Regions from separate parts of the Columba livia genome. Here region 2 is linked to region 1. A link is a contact called in public Hi-C data. All regions are on one chromosome and are shown on one strand. Each heading gives the region's core, a stretch centred on a gene start, on an enhancer-like site or on the middle of the called end of the contact. The rest is flanking DNA. Distances are from core to core; before and after follow the strand shown.

Region 1 (7,709 bases), core at 3,258-5,757:
ATACCTTTTCCTCTGTCTCAAAATCCTCCATAAATTATTAAGGGATTTAAAAATAGTTTGAGAGTGCTTATAACTTTGTCAAAAGATTGCGCTCATCTCCTGAACCTTGGCAGAGCTGAGCTTTATTTCTCACCCAAGTCTCAGCACTTAACGACCTGTCAGTCAGGTGAGGGAGACTCACTGATGTTTTGTACTAATTCTATGGATTTACGTAACTTTTTTCTCAGTTGACTAGTTATGGCCAGGTTTCTCAATGCCGATATACAGATTAGAAGAGCATCAAGTTTCATTTTGTTTTGGCTTCAGAAGTAATTAGCCTTTATTTTCACAATTGTCACATATTATTATATCAAAATAATGAAACAGGACACACTCGCCCTCATCCTTATAAATTTGAAACCTTCACTGGAACAGAAGAATATTCTGCTTTGGTTTTGGCAGCCAAAGCTCCGGTGCCTTGGCTGTGGTCTGAGTGGCCTGGCAGTTGAGCTGCTTGAACCCTATTTTTCATTAAGGGAGATTTTTTGTTCCCTACACACACAATGTGGGGCAGCGCTTTCTGATTTTAAGTCTGGACCCCTCTCAGCCACACATGAAAACAGCAGGATTTTGGTTTTAAACATCCACGGTGCAGCAGAACGTTAAATATTTGGAAGGAAACAAGGCTCAACCAGAATTAGTGGGTGCTTTAGTGGGTCTCTTTAGCTTGGAGGAGACTGAGGGGTGACCTCATTAATGTTTACAGATATATAAAGGGGGAGTGTCAGGAGGATGGAGCCAGGCTCTTCTCAGTGTCAACCAATGATAGGACAAGGGGCAATGGGTACAAACTGGAACACAGGAGGTTCCACTTAAATTTGAGAAGAAACTTGTTCCCGGTGAGGGTGGCAGAGCCTGGCCCAGGCTGCCCAGGGGGTTGTGGAGGCTCCTTCTGTGCAGACATTCCAACCCGCCTGGACACCTTCCTGTGTCACCTCATCTGGGTGTTCCTGCTCCATGGGGGGATTGCACTGGATGAGCTTTCCAGGGCCCTTCCAACCCCTGACATTCTGGGATTCTGTGATTCTGTGTGATACTTGTGACGTTACTGCTAGTTCTCGTCTGTCACACCGGCCTCCCCAGATCATGTCATCTCATACGGTGAGAAATAATTTCTTTTCATCTGTTAAGAACTCAAAGCTGACATTGCTCAGTCCCATGGAAGACGAAAGCGATAACAAATGGGTATGTGCGGGGAAGAGGGTTTTGAATAGCGTTCCTAAACGAGGTGCGGATTACACGCTGGCCTGTGAGAAGTACAGATGTTTCTGAATAGCTGCTCGTTAAGGTGACAATATCGCTCTGTGGGCTGAATAGGTTCTTGGGGAAAAATAATACGTGATCGTGAAATTAATGACTATCACCGCATACTCACAAGGGAGCCCACGTTTCCGACACACAGGAAACACGCATTTCCTAAAACACAAGTGTTTGACCTTAAACCTTAATAATGTTCTTTTAATGTACGTCTCATTTAGCTACGCGCAAACTCGCAGAGAGAAGGGGGGGGTGGGATGTGTGAGGTTCATGTTTTATGTATATTGTTTAATACTTTCCACACACGCTTTGGTAGTTGGCATTGCAGGGAGAGATACTCTGATGGCAATTCGAGATTTAAATCATCAAGCAGTCATTCTGAAGCTAAAAGCACTTGTTCTCAACTGTTTTATTATAGTTATAGAAAGTGTTCAGGCAGATTACTTGTGAGAAGAGAAAAACGTATTTTGATATTCCTATAAAATCTTGTACGAGATCAGCAGTCATTACCAAGATAATACTAGGTTGTATATATGTTATTAATATACGCATAATGCTTTTTTGGATGGAAAGCGGAGAAGCTGTGAAAGTCTAGAAGGGAATCAAGCCTGCAGAAAAATGGGGAATTTGAACTAAGCAAAGCCAGAAACTCTGCCTTATAAATCAAAACCCAGACTGCGTGTGAAAAATACCGATGGAAACGTTAACCCACACTGCATTATCCCCCTCATTATCAAGATATGGGAAAAGGCATTAAACTTGAGAGTATGACATGAATAATAGTTTTACGGGGATTAGCATATCTGGAACAGCTTCCCTGAGGAATGACAACAAGCAGGAGGTTTAGGAGCAGGCGGGGGTGACTTGTAGCTTATAGATTGTCACAAGTGCCCGAAACACCGCAGGGCACCCCGAAATCCCCAGGGTTCAGCTGGCAGCCGCCAGAGCAGAAGAGCAAACAAAGCAGGTAAACGTGACTTCACGGGGAAGCGTGCCGATGGGAGCTCTGTGGTCACGATGAGTAAATGTTTCTGTGCGCGCTGAAGTTTCCACATTCCTAACATAGCTGGGTGCAGGTGAATTTTCCTGTGAGCTGTGCGAGGGACACGGCTCCCCCAGCCCCGCTGAGCAGTGTCCAGGAGCAACAATTCCTTCTCTGGGCACCCTCAGTCCCGGCCAAGCCGAGACACCACCATGGAACGGGCGGCATCAGCGCCGGCTTTGGTGCATCTTGTGTCCATCTGTACGGAGGTGAGCGATGAGCTGATAGGGAGCAGATGTTCATCCCCAGCTCTCATTCAGGATTAACAAAGAAGCTCTTTCAGCTTCATTTTCTTCTCTGCTTATATTCCACAGATATGTCTCAGTTGGTATGTTGGACTCACAAAGAACAGAGAGCTGCAACCTCCAGAGCTTTGTCCCACCTGCATCTGCCCGTGAAGCTGCCACGTGTTTCCGTGTGGAGTGGAATGAAGAAATAGGATTTTCTGCACTCTGGAGAAGACATAAGAGCATTTATGCAACTGGTGTTTTTCCAGACTTATCTGCTGTTCAACTATACACAGCTGAAGAGAGAAACCCGACTTGCTGTGAGCAACGTTTCTTCAGTGCTTATTCACTGTTCTCCCATTCTGCCACACGTCCAAAGAGCTGAAGCCGTGTTGGTGGACAGCATGGATGGATGGGGACTGCAAAGGAGCTGAGACAGAAAAGCTGTCTGCTCCAACTTTTCAGCAAGGCCTTAAAAATAACACACACACTGCAAATTTTAGTGTTTTGCTCATGATTTCCAAGCAGCAACCAAGGCTTACATTCTTTGGAAAATTCATTAGAGCTGAGTAATTGGACCAGCTGAAGATGTGACACATTGGAACAACATCAAAAATATTAGCCCCGAATCTTGAAATGTCATGCTTGGGATTCTCTTGTCTGTATCACCAGAGTACCTCCCTATGGTCAAACATGCACGAGATAGCAGCGCTTTTCTGTTACAGGATGTTGTAAAATATTATTAATCACTCCCGTTTCAGCGCAGAACTGGGTGACTCACTGAAGAGATAAGGACAACATCCCATCTTCACAAAGTCCACCCGTTTTTGGTTGCGCTGGGCAAAGCTGGTACGCGAGGCGTAAGCAAGGAGGGCAATGGGGCTCTGCGGCAGCCCTCCCGCTGGCCAGCAGCCCCTTACGAGGGTGTTTGTCTGTCTGCCACGCTGAGCCATATGGACGAGGAGAGGAGCACTTGGCGGAGGAACCTGCTACAAACTGCTCACAATCCATCCCTTGTTTGGGGCTGTCGCTACAGGAGAGATTTACCCCGCGCTGTCATAGAGTCGCTGTTTCAGTCAGAGCAGTGTTCAGGCTGCTGGTGAATGTAAGCTGTTACCCAGTTTGGCTTGATTTTGTGTCCAGGAAGCTAAAAAAGGAGGGAGTTAATGGTGGGGATGTTTTCTGAGATTGTGACACACTCTTTGTGATCAGGTTTGGAGCGAAAAACCCTTTTTCCCACAGTCACTATGACCACCCAGCTGAGCCGGTTCTGTGGTGCTGTTAGGGTCATAGAATCACTGGTTGGAAACAACCTTTAAAATCAGCAAGTGCAAGCATAACCCACCCCTGGCACTGCCCCATGTCCCTGAGAACCTCATCTCCGTCTGTCCAACCCTCCAGGGATGGTGACTCCAGCACTGCCCTGGGCAGCCTGTTCCAATGCCCCACAGCCCTTTGGGGAAGAAATTGTTCCTAAATCCAACCTCCCCTGGCGCAACTTGAGGCCGTTTTCTCTGCTCCTGGCGCTTGTTCCTGGGGAGCAGAGCCCGACCCCCCCGGCTCCAAGCTCCTTTCAGGCAGTTCAGAGATCAGAAGGTCTCCTCTCAGCTCCTGTTCTCCAGCTGAACCCCCCAGGTCTCTCAGCCGCTCCCATCACACTTGTTCAGGCCGATACTCCGGATAGGTCGGAGCCTGGTGGAGAGGGCAGGGCAGAGGGGCTCCCGCGGGGGGGCGGGCGAGCGGTGGCACCGAGCTCCCCCCCGTCCCGTCCCCCCCCCCCCCCAAAAAAACGCCTCCGCTCGGGGCTGCGGAGTCGCGCAGCTCCCCTAGGGGGCGCACTGCTCCGCGGCGGCGCGCCGGCAGCACGCGGCGAGGGGGCGGGCCCCGCGGCGGCGGCGGGCGGTGATTGGCGGGTGCGAGGCTATAAATAAGAGCGGCGGCGGGGGGGACAAAGCAGTCTGCGCGGGACCGGCGGGGAGGGAGGGAGTCCCGCAGCACTGCCACCTGGCTGGGGTTTTGTTTTTCTTTTCTTTTTCTCTTTTTTTAAGTCCCTATTTTTTTTTTTTTGAGGGAGCCTAGTGTGGTGTGCTTTTATTTTTTTTCTTTTTTTTTTTTTTCTTACCTTTTGTTGTGGCCGGCCCGAGGGACTACAGTACAGCCGAGATCAATGAAGGAAAGAAGAGCCAGCCAGAAGTTATCGAACAAGGCGGCGGTGATGGATCCCAACCAGAACGTCAAGTGCAAGATCGTAGTGGTGGGGGACAGCCAGTGCGGGAAAACCGCGCTGCTCCACGTCTTCGCCAAGGACTGCTTCCCCGAGGTGAGCTGGGACCGGGGTCGGGGCTAGGACTGGGGTCGGGATTAGGACCGCGGCGGAGGCGGCGCTGGGCTCGGTCTGACCGTGCGCTCTTCTCCCGGCAGAGCTACGTCCCCACCGTCTTCGAGAACTACACGGCCAGCTTCGAGATCGACACGCAGCGCATCGAGCTCAGCCTCTGGGACACCTCGGGTGAGCGCTGCCCCGGGGGGGTCGCGGAGGAGCGGCAGCCACGCCGGTCGCGGGGGGAGCGGCCCCGCAGCCCCTCACCGCCGCGTCCTGGTGGGGCTGCCCGGCTCCCCATGCGAGCGGTAGATGGGCCAGATGAGCGGCTGCCTCTGCGTTTGGTTTTCTGTTTGTATTCTTTATTTAGGTTTTTATTTATTTATTTTTTAATCTGAGATCTGCTTGAGAGATATACTTGACTTTTGGGGAGTGAAAGGGTGTGGACAAACCTCCACGAAGCTATTTGTCAGCATTTGCGGGGAAAGGCGGGGCAGGGCTATGGGTCCTTACCTGCCCGGCGGTGGGAAGAGCTTCTCCAGGGTCACCTCTGCCGCTGGTGAACCTCGCTGTGCCCAGCAGGAGAGCGAAGGCGTGTTTATATGTGATAGTGGTAAATTAGATCAGCCCAATTTGAGTTCCTCGTAGCCTGATAGAAGAGTTTGGGTTGGAAGGGCCCTTCGCAGTTCCCCCAGTACTCCCCCTGCCATGAGCAGGGACATCCTCACCAGCTCAGGTTGCTCAGAGCCCCGTCCAGCCTGGCCTGGGATGTCTCCAGGGGTGGTTCATCCACCACCTCTCTGGCCAACCTGGGCCAGGCTCTCACCACCCTCAGTGTAAAAATGTCCTTAATGCCCGTTTTGGATTTGCTATTTTTTTACTGAAATGCAGTACTTTTTCCCTTGGTTTTGAGAAGTCTTTAAACCCAGGAAAGCCTAGGGAGGTGTAGGCATCTCTGGCCCTCTGAGGTTGCAGAGCGAACCGTCCTCTTAGATACCACGAGCAGTGCTGAGAGTCCTCATCGCTCTTCCAGCTGTGCCTTTGTCAAAAACCCTGGCTCACGTGTCTCTAAGGTCGGGCTTCTTGGTGCTTGGCTGTCTTAGATCTCATCTTAGGCCAGGACTATCTCTAGATCCTGCTGTCATTAGGAGCTGGACTAAGTTTGCTGCCAAGGTAGTGAGGCTTTACCCCTGAACTTGCCCCCTCAGTGCAATAACTGAGCGGTGGTTGGGGTGAATGACACTGTGAACCATTAACACAGGCGTGGATCAACATAAACTCTACAGAAGCAATTGGGGAAAAAAGCTGCAAGAAGTTGCCAGAGTGTGCAAGCCCTCTCTCTTTCAGGCAGATTGTGTAGATAGCTTGTTAATGTTCAATTTAGAGTCAGCAGTTCCTTCTAAATATGAAAGCAGTGCTTTTACCAGAAACTAAAATGTTAATTCCTTTTTTAAAAAGGAGTTTAGGCGGTGAGTTGGCTTTCCTCTTGCTGTTGAGGAAATGATTCCAAATTCTTGCAACATGATTACTGGGAAAAGGCAGTCTCCTACCCACAACCAGTATCAGCCTAGCTCTGGACTGATTTTTTGTCTTCATCTCATGCCAAGTAAGACTTGCAGACTTCCAGAGTGTGTCTGGTTTGAGCTTTCATCCTGATTACTAAGCTGGCTGTAACGAACTCTATGGAGTAAAGGCTTATTAAAAATTAATAGTGAAATTATTTGGGAAAACTTTAGCTATTAATATACAACACGCTCGCAGGTTAAGATGCTTGACGTGGGTAGGTTTGGAATCTAGATGTCAAAGGCCGGAGACACCCATGTAATGAAATATTCCGTAGCACTTCAGAAGATAAAAGCGGTGGAAGAAACACCTGCCAGCCTTTGTGTGTGGATGTCGTCCTTTCGGGCCTGTCCTGGAACTCATAGAAAATTTGACTGATTCAGAAGTTTTAAGATCAAGTGGCTTATGGGTCTGCAATCTGAAACTGGAGAGGAAATGTTGGAAAGATCCCATGGCTGGTTTTATTAAGTATTGCCGAGCTCTGGTTGTGGGACTCTGCGGATGCAGAATTGTCTCTCTGTAAACAGCCCTTCTCAAGGAGAAACCCTGCCCAAACCCATTAACCCCCTGCAAAATCACATCACCAGATAAGGGACATCAGAAGATAAGATAGTGGTTTAGCATTGTCTTAAATTCTTGGTAATTTATTTTTGACAAGTCTTTGTCCTCATCCTCTGCTGAATTAGAATTAGAATCTTAATGTTATTTTTAAAGCAGGACTAGATCTAGTTAACTTAAAAATATGACTGATGAACTGCAGAGTACTGATGGAAGATAATGTCCATTGCAACACGGGGGAGGTTAATGGCTCGAGCGATTTGAAGTACTTCAGCGTCTATTGGGGGAAGAGGGAAGGAAGTTATTCCACTGAATTTGATTGCAGTGTACTGCAAATACTTTCGAGATGACTTGATCACTATTTAATGTCTATCTTTAACTATTTTCTAATGGGAGCATGCAACAGGCTGCCTTGCAAATTAGTCCCTAACTTGAGTTTCAGTAAATGTCATTTTTGCATTGAATCCTTTGGAAGGAAGGTCCTGCCACCTTTGACTATTTATTTTTCTCATTGAGAAAATGAGAAAAGCTGTAGGCATTGGTTAAAACAGTCTTGTGGGAGGGTGGGAGCAGGCCCTGCTGTCATGGTTTTGGTCTACAATCCAATAATAATAATAATAATAATGCTGTGCTTTTTACTAGAGGACTCTTAAGTAAAAAAGTAGAGAGTCACGCAATTGCTAGAACATTTTAAAGCTAGCTG
Region 2 (7,709 bases), core at 3,431-5,930, 83 kb after region 1:
CTCCAGAGGAAAAAATTGAGAATCTCTAGTGCTTTTAAAAAACACACACGTCAGTTTGTTCGGTGAAAGGATGCAGGGATGGTGAGCAGGAAGGCGATGGGGCCCCTCGCTCTAGATTAGACCCAGATGGCCTGCAGAGGTGGGGGAATAGCCTTTGCCTTTGCGATGATGAATGCATAAATCCCTTCTGCGGCTATCTGAACCGTCGTGTTGTGAAATGTATGGTGATTGATTAGGAGAGTATTAACCTTGTCATTTGTAATAGGTCATGTGGTGATTTTATCACATTTTAATCCGTATTTTTTTCATACCAAACTCCTTCATAAGGGAAGTGTGTAGATGGGCGAGCTGGGGACAGATGGGGGTCAATGTGTAGAGAGTTTGATGATAATTTTTTTAATGCTTGCCTTTTCTGAGTCAATTCTTTTTGGTAGCTCTTGATGGTGGGGCAAGATGACCATTTTCCAAGATTTATGCGACCAGATTAATGATGGATGTTTACTGATGACCGCGAATTCCTTGTGTCCTTGAGGTGCTGCAGGTTTAAGGGAGCGGGCTATAGGCAATACAATTTTAGGCTTTTCCTTTACTCAAAGCCCTGGTTATCTCCCTGAAGTCACGAGGAGTTTGCTGTGCGTATCTGACGGTAAAATCCACTGTCGATTTATTCTGTGGTTTGTGTGTACAATAATAATTTCTCTTCTATTCACTGCCTTATTTAAAATGGGTGATGAGCTGTGAATACCCAAGTTAGACACTTAATTAAGTAAAAAACATTTTCTGTTTATTACAGTTTTGTGAGCCCAAGCTCACAGGCACCTGGTGAGACTATCAAAAGCACCAAACGCCAAATTTCCCATTAGTTTGCCATCGAGAAAATCTGTCTTTCTTCCCTACATCTTCACTGGAGACCTTTCAGGTCACCTCTGGTTGTCACCCCTGTTTTGCATCTCTGTGCTGGATCTCAGACCTGAGGCAGGTTTTTTTATGGCTATACACCCTGATGCAATGCTCGGCTGGAAGGATGTTATTTCATTTATTTATATCCTTTTTTCCCTGATTGCGTTGTCTGGAAGGGGTGACTGTGGTCTCAGGTCTGGTTTTGGTCTGGAAAGCAACATCTCAACTGGAGCAAGACCTAAAATCTGCTCACCCAGTCAATGGAGATAATTCAATTTGTTGGCAACTGCGACCACAGTCAGACAGCGGCTATGGATGAGGTTTGCTCGGCTTTACGAGAACAAGTTAGGGATGCAGCAAGAAGAGAGTGAATTGGGACAAACATCAGGTCCTAACTCTATTTTTTTGTCCCTTAATGATGACATTAAGTTCAGGTTAGTGGGTTTCTTAGCTGGAACTGCTGCTCCAGTAAAGTGCCAAGTATGATGTAATAGAAGAAGTAGCTTCAAAGACATGAAGAAATCAAATTTTAAGTAAGAAAACTAAAAAAGAGGGTGTGTCCCAGCCCTGGGAGAGGAGGTGAGTCCCACCCCAAGGCACCAGGAGGTGTTGGAGGGTTGCAGGCACATCAGGCAATTGGAGAATCACTCTTGATAGGCACTGAGCTTAAAGCATGGTGCAATTTTTTTACGGCTTCGGCATCAGACAGAAAAGCAGGACACATCTATTCCATACTCACACCTTGGGACATTGAGACATTTTTTGAGATTAACCCAATTTCTTAAGCTCAGCGAGGAAATTCGTTGGTATGGTGATGCCCTGAGATGCATTTACGTGCCACAAGCCTCAGGAGTGGTCTGTCTGGGATTTAGGGGATGCCCTCCTTGGAGCAGAGATCCATATACCGAATTTCATGCCATACAATGACTGCAGCCACTATCCATTCCATGGAGAAAAAAGGAATTCACCATCCCAGCAAATAAATTTACCTCCAGGGGGAAAGACAAAGCCAGCCTCTTGTCCCACATGGAATTTTCTTGGATAAGCATGTTTAACTCAGGCTTTTATTTTGTTTTGGTTCAAATATCACTGAGAAAAAAATATGTGTATATACATGGGAAGTATTTAAATACTGTTTATTTTTAGATTTGAGCTTAATAGAGCAGCAGGAGAAAAAAAAAAAAATAGGGCAAAAAGATCAATGGGAAGGGTGCAAACGTATTTCTGAGGCATACCGGAAACTGCCGCACCTCTTCATAAGATTTAGTGAAATCAATACATTGATGCAGCATTCTCTGGCCTTGTCAGAACAAATATTCGGAGAGGAAAGTGGGGCAAGGACAGCTTTTCTTCCCTTCAGAGCACCGCTGCAGAATTAGCAGACATTTCCATTTTGAAAAAAAGATCGAGCTTAGGCTTTGAGTTGATGAAAACCCGGCATGTTCAGGAATTTCACATCACAGAATCCCAGAATGTCAGGGGTTGGAAGGGACCTGGAAAGCTCATCCAGTGCAATCCCCCCATGGAGCAGGAACACCCAGATGAGGTTACACAGGAAGGTGTCCAGGCGGGTTGGAATGTCTGCAGAGAAGGAGACTCCACAACCCCCCTGGGCAGCCTGGGCCAGGCTCTGCCACCCTCACTGGGAACAAGTTGCTTCTCATATTTAAGTGGAACCTCCTGTGTTCCAGTTTGTACCCATTGCCCCTTGTTCTACCATTGGTTGTCACCGAGAAGAGCCTGGCTCCATCCTCCTGACACTCACCTTTTATATATCTGAAAACATTAATGAGGTCACCCCTCAGTCTCTTCTTCTCCAAGCTAAAGAGCCCCAGCTCCCTCGGCCTTTCCTCATAAAGGAGATGCTCCACTCCCTTCAGCATCTTTGTTGCCCTACGCTGGACTCTCTCCAGCAGTTCCCTGTCCTAATTGTTGCACCATCCTTGGTGGGATAATAAACTTCCTATTCTGTCTCTTTGATGCAGCATTTGCTCTTTCTGAGCGACTATTCTCATTTTTCCGGGTTCGATGTGGGCATGATCAGGTTCAGGTGGGCTGGGAAGGTCAAACACCAGAAAGGGTGGGTGTTCCCCAAAAATGTCCTGGAGACTTGCAGTGCCAAAGCTGTCCTGCCACTGCAACAGCAACAGAAAGATGAATTCAACCCAGAAAGCAACATTCTTGGATGCTTAGCAATGTTCTTTGTTGAGCATATACACTTGGAAAATACTTTGCAAAATATTTACTTGCAAATATTTTCAGCTATGCTATAGTGTACTACAAAAAAAAAATAAAAAGAAAAAGCTAAATTTATCCATTCGTGGCTGTTTTGCAGTACAGACTGACTCAGAGCGTGCTAGTACAAGCTGAGTCTGCCCTGCTGCTGGGTTGTGGTTGATGGAGTCTGAGCTCTTACCTGCTCCATGTGCTCCTACTGAAAATTGAGACTTCATTGGCTATTGCTGCAAATGTGGGTTTTTTTTTTCTAATGCATTTCATTAAAATTGTTTTAGACACAATAAATAAGGTAATTTACATGAAATTTGATTAAGAAACCACTATTTCTGGAGTCTGGTAGAAGGCAGAACTGAAGGAGGGTGTTGACGGTGTTGCACAATTATTGTTATTACTGTTAGTGCTCACAGGCTAGATTGCAAAAACCAGATTTTTAGCCTGGAAAATAGAGGCTTAGAGCAATGCGTCTGCCTTTTCCATAGGTAGAAATAATTGCTCCCACAAGAGAATACAGCAGCTTACAAAGCGTGCCAGAAAGTTTAGGACTGGAAATGCTGGGAAAAAATACATCGTTTAATGCTACCCACTTTAATGTGGAGATGTGATAATTTGACCAATCACATTCATTTTGACAGCGGATGCATTTCATCAAGCTAAAAGAAATAATCATACAAATATACCTGTTGTTTTGCTCTCAGCCAAATATAACCTCAATGCTAGAAGAGATTAAAAACCAGAGTGGTAACAGCGAGGACCAAAAAGCAAGAATCCTCTGCTAGTAGTGCAAGTGGTCGGCTTTGAAATGCAGTTTGTTTGAACACACAGTCTCTGTGCACATTTTGGGGCATTATTTGCACCTCTCTGCTCATACTGTCATGTTGTGAGAGGCCACAGCCCACACCTGATTCAGCCTCCTGGCACAAAATGAGTGAAACTTCATTTTTCTTGAGTTGGAGCCCACGCCTGTAAGCAACCAAAAGAGAAAACTCAATCCAGGCACTCCTGCCCAAAACTAAGATCTGAATCTCAAACCATCTGTGGCTTTCAGTTCCTCTGCATTTGCTGTAACAAAAACTATAGGAAGAAAAAAAAGAACAAATAAACTTGTTAGGGGAGATGTCTGGGGTCGCTGCACAAGCTGTCACACTTAGTTAGCTACAGCACGTTCCTGCGAGGCGTATTTATGGTCCAGTGTGGATCAGGCCATGGGCTGGGACAAGGTACTTTGCCAGGAGAGATGGATCCTTCCATTTATTCTTGTACCTAAATCCAGACTAAGTTCAGTAAGACTTTAAAAAAACACAGATAACAAAGGAAAAAAAGGAAATGGGAAACGTCTAAAGTAGAAAATTAGTTTTTAAATAGAATATAACATACAGAAATAGGTTTATTCCAGACTGTTGTTTGGCCAAGGGGTAAGTCAGCATCAAGTTAGCATGGTAAGACCATGCAGTGGCTGATGCCCACAGAGATGTCAGGGCTTTATCCCACCATCTCTGTTCTGGTTCACCCTTCCCCATCTGGAACTGGCCCTTTTCAGAGTGGGGCTCAGACAAGGAGCCTGACAGCTCCCCCACGGTGACCCACCAGTCCCTGGGGTGGTGGGACAGAAACCAACCCCACAGCATCAACCAACCATGACGAGAGCAACCTCCAGAGAGCCGGTGGTGGAAAGCAGACCAGAAACCCACGATTTCTCTACTGCTCTCACAACAATTACCTTTAACTCAACTTTATGAAGCTATTGCCTTTTTTCCCTTTGTTTTCTTCCCTTGATTAGTCCACGTCCCGCCACCACTCCTGGCTCCAGTTGCCATCTGTGAGCAATCTACATTCCCAGCCTCATCATTAAGTTGTGTCATTTCTTGAAAACAGCACAAGCGTATATTCATGGTAAGTATTTCATTCTGATTCAGGAGAGCTTAAAACACCCCCATGTGTGCCTGCCCAAACCAGCTGAGTGTCACAGGACCACAGCCTTGGCTTATTTTTACAGTTCGTATGAAAATGCCTCTGCCTTATAGCCCCTATGAGCCACAGGTCCTTTGCAAGCACCCAAGCTATGCCCCATTTTTCACTGTTGATTTTTCTTTTCCCCACATACAGTAATAGTTTTTCATGAAAAAAAACGTCAATGACATTTTCTGCCTCTCTCTATATGTATATTTGGGAAGTTTTCTTTATGGAAAGAAAACAATGCTTTCAAAATTTTATTTTAAAAACTTTCATTGCCCGTGTAAGTCTGAGAATATTTGGCTTTATTTCAAATACAATGAAAACAGTTTCTGAAGTATCCAGATTTACAGACATTCAAAGAGCTCTGGATCCAGGTCCTTAGAAACACTTGGGACAATGCATCCCAGAGACACTAAGCCACCGTTTTGCCATTTCAGTGGAAAATAGAGACATTTTTTGGACAGCTAGTTGCCCCCAGACCATGAGGTTTGCTATGCCCATGCAAACAATTGGTCCATCAAATAAAACCTTCTTTTACAGCAGGATCTTGGACCCCAAAACCCCTGTGCCCCTGGAAAATAAATGCAGGGGAAAGTTTCTCCTGAGCGTATAGCCTGAAGAATCAAATGTTAGGCTGTGTTTAGCATAGGATCAGTTCTGCAGTGAGGTTTCAGTCTCTCTGTACACAACGGGACAACGGACAATGTCTAAGGAAGAAGAACTCACTCAAAGAATGCTCAATATTCATCTCATTGTGACAGGTATCACTGGCTTCTGTGCCTCTTGCTTAAGAAATCTATGTAAAATAGAGCCAACGGGGCACGCTGCTGCCTTTGACACACATCCATATGTGCCACATGCCACTCGCGTTAATGTAATTAACTTAATTTGACAAACGGCATCGAGCAACAGGCGCAGTTGTCTCAGAGCCTATTTGCTCTGTACGGTGACTACTCCCCAAACCATCAACATGACAGAAGAGCTGTGTCTAATTAACACTTTCTTAATACCTCAACAAATAACAAACCTGCTGTTGGGAAAAAAATAGTTTCACACTTCCTTATCAAATTAGGGTGAAATCACTCCTAATGAGCTAAAATCAATTAGTGCGACACCAAAATGAATGTATTTAGGCTGTCAGCAAGCATTATTTGCATAGCAGTTTGCAAGGGCAGGGAAGATGCTGTAGCTTCTCAGTGCTGCTAATGAGAAGCTGCTGCAGGAAGGTGCTACCAGAGAGGAAATTGCTTTATGTAGGCTCCGTACAGCATCGCCTGGCACCCAGGGCCAGAAGCATCACAGGGGATTGTGCAATGTTTTGTACCCAAAAAATCCAGAAGTCCAAGTAAATGGGGCCCAGGGGTGCATCCTCCCTGCATCACCAGGAGGAACAGGGATGTCCCTGTCACTCATCTCTGCTGTGACAACGTGCACAGACTGTGCTGGTGACCAGGACGAGCTCTATGGCACCACCAGCACCTTTCCCATGTGCTGATGGGGGACCTTGTTCTTCCCTTATTTACCCAAAGGGGCAAAAGCTTCTTCAATACCTCTTCTGCCCACACAAGGAAAAACAGCTGAAAATGGTACATAACAAGAAAAAAAACTCCTTTATGAAAATCACCCTTAGTTTTCTGTTGTTAAAACCTTTAATCAAATTAGACGACTGGTTCATGAACAAACGGAACAGACATAGACAGCAGTAGATTTGAATCATATTTATTTTTTATAGCTACTTAAAACATGTCATTGCAGTTCTGTTGCGCACCAATGTATTCTTGACCTTGGAACGAATTGCTTCAGAGCTGTGCTTGTGACTAATGCCTGCATGACCATGTGTCTTTATCTCAATGCCTTTATAGTCATGCACGTATAAATACATATATAAGAAGAAGAATGACACAATGCAGACTGAAATAGCTGCATCTAAGCTGGTACAGATGTAATCCTTACTAAGACACTGGTAGCAAATTATGTCATCTTTTTCTGAACTTAGGCTATTACACAGACAATAGTTGGATGCATTAATAAATCAACATCCTGAGGCTTTTATCACAAGAAGAAAGAACGCACGAGTGGAACACTGGTCCAAAAAATAAATGCAAAGAGAAGCAACCACAGGGAGGGAGCAGGAGGAGAGTAGGGGAAAACGTTTTTGGAGAGGAAACTGCAGGGTGACAGCAGGGTTGGGGTAGAGACAAGGTGCATGACCCAACTACCTGAAAGAAAGTTGTAGCATGGAGAGTGTCGGTCTCTTCTCCCAAGTAACAAACAACAGGACAAGAGGAAATGGCCTCAAGTTGCTCCGGGTGAGGTTTAGGTTGGTTATCGGGAAAAATTTCTTCCTGTAAAGAGGTTTAAGTTGGCACGTTCTTCTACTCTCACAAGAATGAAGCAAACATTCCCCATTTATTTGATGTCCTTGGAGAACATCTGTAGCAAATATGAAGAGCAAGCCAGGCTCTTCAGCAGGGGACACATCTGCATGGGCAGGATTAAGCCTGTTTTGCTGAGCCCATGTATTAACTGGGTCAGGGTAAAGCCCCTTTGCTGCTGGTGGCTCTCATCCATTACCCCTGGGCTGGGGAGCCCATCGGGACTAACTTGGTGTCAGCTGG

Evidence for each region. Hi-C and Micro-C count contacts between places; a contact is called where the count stands out from the background.
Region 2: a Hi-C map of liver shows a contact between it and region 1, with 2.4 times the contacts expected there. The contact joins the enhancer-like site here to the promoter of RND3 in region 1. A contact is called at or near these places in 2 of 2 Hi-C or Micro-C datasets (crop and liver).

The regions. Positions count from the first base shown.
Region 1 is chr7:2,131,942-2,139,650 of bColLiv1.pat.W.v2, forward strand. It overlaps RND3 (Rho family GTPase 3), which reads left to right and starts at 4,508. Exons shown (of 5, transcript XM_005499113.3): 1 at 4,508-4,885; 2 at 4,987-5,074. The coding sequence starts at 4,733.
Region 2 is chr7:2,214,556-2,222,264 of bColLiv1.pat.W.v2, forward strand. No RefSeq gene overlaps it. Among named protein-coding and RNA genes, the nearest start is that of MMADHC, 37 kb to the right of the region's middle. Within about 2 kb of position 4,681, at least 1 of the 3 cell types and tissues checked has an H3K27ac peak away from gene starts, as active enhancers do.